Linked DNA regions of Mus musculus: region 2 is linked to region 1. Evidence: chromatin contacts called from public HiChIP or PLAC-seq data. All regions are on one chromosome and are shown on one strand. Each heading gives the region's core, a stretch centred on a gene start, on an enhancer-like site or on the middle of the called end of the contact. The rest is flanking DNA. Distances are from core to core; before and after follow the strand shown.

Region 1 (2,700 bases), core at 13-2,512:
ACCAAATATTTTGATAGAGCAGACACTGCTTAATGTTGTAATTAAGATGTAGGCTCTAGAATCATAAGGGGCTAGATTTGACTACTAATTAACCCTGTTCTTTCCAGGCGACTTCTTTCTGTACAGTGGTGTGTGTTGGAGGGCATATCAGTAATTAACATAGTTTTTGAAATAATAAAGTAAGATATAGACTGTGAAGTGCTTAGCACAGTATGCAGCCCAGAGTTAGGATACAGAAGACAGTACATTTGTACACTGATTCAATTGGATTGACTGTGTCTCATATTTTCTAGAATATATTTTTTCCTATCAGGCTATCTAAACATGAAATTTTCTCTATGCTTGTAAATACATTTATTTCTTTTTTACTTGTTCAGTAAATGGTCTTAGATTCCTTATTAGAACGTACATTGAGGCAAACAAGCTAAGCAAAATGTGTATTTCCATGGAATTTATAGTCACTATGGGGAATAGGTAAGGAACAACAAAACTAACACAACTCTATTCGTTTTTTTCTATTTAGCAATAGAGCATTGGTCCAAGTTTTTAAGTCTTCTAGAAGATAAGCTGGGAGTGTTTGTCTTGTCTTGGGATAAGAGAGGCGGTAGTTATCGGTAGTTAAGAATCAAGGAAGTAATCTCTCATTCTGGAGCACTCTAAAAAATGAGAGAGAGAGAGAGAGAGAGAGAGAGAGAGAGAGAGAGAGAGAGAGAATTTATATTATCAATGCTCCGCTTATAATTGAAACCATTAAGCAGATGAAGGATCAACTCTTCATAGGTCAGAACTGCGCGGGTTCTCTAAGATCTGTGAAATGTGGGCAGTGATAAGCAAATCTATTCTTTTATCTTCCTTCATTTCCCAGCAAGTCAAGATAATCTCTGTATTTGAAATCATAAGGGAAATAAGAAAGGACTCTTCAAAGAGAGCCTTCTGTGGTGTGGGTGCAGCGACGGAGGGGCTTCATGCGGCCGTTCTATGTCTGAAAACTTGGAGTGAGAGGGGTACAAAGCCTTTCTGGAGTTCTTGGCCTCTGAGCTGAGGTCGAGGCTCTTCCTATGCCTCAGGTGTTCTGGTCAAATGATGCCAAATAAAAGCAACCAGAAGGAAAGCAAAAGTTTTCTTCCTGGCTCTCTGTAGTGAATTACAAAACTGGCATTCTCTCCTCCCATTCTTAAAACTCGAAGGGTGGTACAGGCAGCGATGCTGACAGTGTGCCTTCGCAGATGCCACCATATGGGTCTCGAAAAACTAGTTGCACTGATGATTCCCTGCACATGTAGGAGACAGTTTGCATTGTTGGCATCGTCCCCACACAGAAACATGCACAGCTTAGCGAGGCTGAGCAGATGGCACGAGATCTGGTGCCAGGGAAGCAGTGAATTAAAGGTTATACCCACCAGGTTTGATGCGGTGCCAGTTTGAATTGGTACAGAAGCTTCGGCCCACCTGCTTATTGGCCTCATGACATCTGGCATCTTTTTATTTATTTTTTTTTTAATTTGGATTGAATTAAAGGCAGCGAGGAAAAAAATGTCATTTTAAAAGCCAGCTACAAGTCAATAGATTTAAACTCTTAACCAAAAATGGGACGGGGAGGGGTACTACGGGCTCTCCACATTAATGTTTTATATTAATGATTCTTATAAAACCTTGGGGGAAATTATACACCGATGTGTTGACTTGTGTTGCAATTTATAGCATCGTACAGTGGAGAGGGTGGGCTGTTAAAAACTGGCTCAAAGTTGCTAAATAGTAACAACAGCAAAGGGCTATTATCTGCAGCCTGTACATTGTAATTAGGAAACAGGCGAGTGAGGAAATACATTTGCTTCTGTTTGCTCTAATGATTTTCACATTGTAATAATTAGAAAACACTGTGGCAGGTCATTTAAAAGCACACTCTGAAAAGGTGTTTTGCACCTTTAGTTTGCTCTGATAAAGTCTTTTTTTTTTTCTTTTTCGTTCTTTTTTCTTCTTCTTCTTCTTCTTTTTTTTTTTTTGTAGTAGTGTATTGAGTTCTGCTGTATTTCAGCTGTAATCCCACTTGCTCTACACATATTCATATAATGTGTACACAAACATGCAACATACCCAGCCCCAGGGTAGCAGTGTGTGCATACTGAAGCCTGTTTGTGTATCTCCTCCATTTGGGATTTCCCTGCCTGCACCCTGGGTGTGAAACAACAGCAAGCAGCAGAGATGAATTGCTTAGGTGATTAGCTTTGCAACCAAGTCTTAGCATTCAAACTTTGCAAGCCTGGCTTATAGAACAACCACAGTTTAAGTTTGCAAGTTGGCTTTTAAAGATTTTATTTTTTATTTTTGGTGCCAAGCCCTACAAGAAGTCATTAAAGAAATATTCTAAATATCTCAGGTAGCCTCAACGTTTTGTCACATATTTCTGACATGAATCATGTTGACCATCCCCCACCCACATTTGCTTGATATTTGTTGTCTGTTTAATAGAAGCATAGCTGCTAACATTTTGTGCTAGTTAGAAGGGGGGGGGGGTAAACAACAGTTTAGAAGGGTTTCTAAACTTTGTTCAATGAAAAAAATAAGAGAAATATATAGATAACTTCAATGTAAACAACAACAAAGGAGATTGAGAAACCAGTAATGCATTTTTGTATTAAAGTCGCTCTGATGTTTACAGACAGGGATAGTGAAGAATCGGCAAAGCCTGAACAGTCCTCA
Region 2 (2,700 bases), core at 177-2,676, 450 kb after region 1:
CAAATCCTGTCATGTAGACTGATGAATAGAGACAGTGACTAAAGAATTAAAATGTTCAAATAAGGAGGTTATCTGTTCCTTTCCCAACTCTTCATTACCAGGGTCAATGTCTTAACACAGTAACTCCACAAAGGCTGAGCTTTTAAATATATCACTTACACTAGAGGTCCCACTAACTTTGGATTATAAAATGCATAATCTCTATCTCCAAAATACCTTTGTCCAGCAATCAAAAGCAAACAAACAAAGAAAGGAGATATTCTCAGTAGACATTTCTACTATATTCAGATGCCCAGGGACAATTCTTGTGTCTTGCTTTCAGCACTATGCGGGCTTTTCTGGTTGGAGCACAGTCACTACAGGGCAAGGGCCTTAACAGAGATTCTCAAATTTTCTGACAATTTGCTCCCAGGAGCAAACAAACTTTCCTTTCAGTGTGACAGAAGACATCAGTGTTAAGGAAATATTTGGGTGAAACGTTTCACCCATTTGGCTATAGAAAAATAGTTACCCACAAGCACACACATCAATTTATGCTTTGGGAGACGTTTATCTGACACAGGTTAAGTCAGAGGAAGTCAGTGAGCGAAAGGACATACATTTGAATGGCAAATACAGACTGCACATCATCTTGTTGAGATTTTCTCATAAGAATAGCAATTTTCAAGTGCTACAGTAGCCCCCTTTACAGGGGGAAAAAAAAGACATGTACTTTGCAAACTTTGCATGTTAATTTTACAATCTTTCTGAGGCATGAAGCAAAATCTGCATTCGAGTGTCGAATTTAAGATTGTAAGAAAGGAAAGTAACAGAGAGAGATTCTTATCATTCCAACTTCTTTTTGAAAGGTTACATTTCTAGAGCATTGTCCTCCCCAAACAACAAGATAGTACAAAATATTTAAAATAGTACAACTTAGCTAACGGAGAGAAGCAAGAGGAATGCAGCTGAGAATTCTGTGACCCAAAAGGTGGCAGAGAGTGACAAAAAAAAATCATCCATAGTGTATTAGTTATGAGTTAAGCCCCCTTAACTGATTTATTTTGCCACTTTTTTGTTCAAGTAACCTATTTAAAAATGCATCCCTACACAGAGCACCCCTATTATTAATAGTCAATGCACAGTTCAACCTGTCAAGTTTTCCCAGCCTCACTTTTGCAGGGCTTTTTTTTTTTTTAAGGAAAAAATTTAAAAAGCAAAGGCATTTCGCAGGGCACCCGCTGCCAGACACCCAGCATTTATCTTATCTCACTTGATGACTTTCCTTTTATCCTGAAATGATTTGACAATGACTCTATGATTTCCTGTACAAATTACCCTTTGAAAGTGGCGGTGGCGCTTGGCAGCGATCTTCACTTAATTACTGAGTGGATTATTAGCATACGGCTCCCCCCCTCTTCATTTCTTTATATCTTCTAGATTGCGTTGACAGTTCCCTTTCATTGCCTGCTTTAACTCACTGAATACTAAACATTATGCAGATTGCAGCTGAGAAGTGCCCAGGCTACTCCAAAGCCCTAGTCTGTACCAAGACCTTTTTGATGGAAAGTAATTTACAGGTCAGAAATCAATAGTGAGTCTGGAAAGTGCATCTGTGGGTTCTCTGAATTTAGATTGGGGTTGAGGTGGATCAGAGCACTAATGTTCAAAAGTGAATATCCCTTCTCAATTTTTCCATTTAAAAAAAAAAACTACAATAAAACAATTAGTTTTGTTGCTTCCTTTAATAGCCTCTCTCCGTCTTTAAATAGTCTAAGATAGTGAGCTTCTATTTTCTTTTCAGCTCCTTATGTTGCCACCCAAGTTGATGGGAGGGGGTTAATGAGTCCCTGTTTTCAGAAATGATCCTTCTTCAGTCCATCAAGCTAGGGGGCTAGTAAGTTGACCTCCTTGGTCTGTGCAGAGTGTGATTGTTTGCTGAGGTAAAACAAATGTGAGTGATAAATTGCAAAGCTCTCTCCAGCATGCTCAGAAGGAGCCTTCTTTCTCGTCTGTCTTGGCTCCCATCTTTTGGCAGAAATTTGCACATATGTCAGACATTCTCTCTCCAGATCTTTATGCTCTCCTCCCCCCAACTGCATGCAAAAGCATCGTCCACATTTCTTAGGCTGTAGTAGGGACATGAACCCCCTTCCCATCTCAACCTTATGGTATGGTTTAGAGTTGGTTTTTTTTGTTTGTTTGTTTTGTTTTGTTTTGTTTTCCATCTCTTTTTGGGAGGAGAATACAATACATGAGTAATCTCGGGGCTTGGTAGAAGTGACACCAAAGCTATAGGAGTCAGCACGGTGGGGGAGAACAGCTGGGTGCTGACTATGTCATCTCCATTCCAGGACTATCAACCACCAGCTTTATTCTTCTAGTGTTACATCTGCTATGAAATTTGGGTCTTCCAGGTGGCAGCCCAACATGCTGTCCAGTGCGATCAGGCCATTTAAATGCTTTGAGCTAATGCTGCAGATCCATTTTCTAAACAAGTTAGCAGATACCATATGCAGCAATTAAAGTTTTATTGAGTGGTGCCTGCTTACCATACTGAATTTGGATTGGCTACCATCTGTCGGAAAGCCTGTGGTACCATCCCCATTGCTTGAGAGAGCATTTGTAAGGATAGAAGATTTTTCTCAACTTCAGAAGAAGCTACTCAGATTTTTTTTTAACACGCAAACCTACAAAAGTAGGATTTTCTCAAATTAAGAG

Evidence for each region. HiChIP or PLAC-seq counts read pairs in DNA pulled down with a chosen protein or histone mark.
Region 2: an H3K4me3 HiChIP or PLAC-seq map of embryonic basal ganglia shows a contact between it and region 1, with 3 times the contacts expected there. The contact joins two enhancer-like sites.

What each region holds. Positions count from the first base shown.
Region 1 is chr4:13,145,724-13,148,423 of GRCm38.p6, forward strand. No RefSeq gene overlaps it. Among named protein-coding and RNA genes, the nearest start is that of Gm46847, 38 kb to the left of the region's middle. Within about 2 kb of position 1,263, at least 20 of the 459 cell types and tissues checked have an H3K27ac peak or open chromatin away from gene starts, as enhancers often do. A contact at or near this core is called in embryonic basal ganglia, where this site is marked.
Region 2 is chr4:13,598,540-13,601,239 of GRCm38.p6, forward strand. No RefSeq gene overlaps it. Among named protein-coding and RNA genes, the nearest start is that of Gm36488, 13 kb to the left of the region's middle. Within about 2 kb of position 1,427, at least 18 of the 459 cell types and tissues checked have an H3K27ac peak or open chromatin away from gene starts, as enhancers often do. A contact at or near this core is called in embryonic basal ganglia, where this site is marked.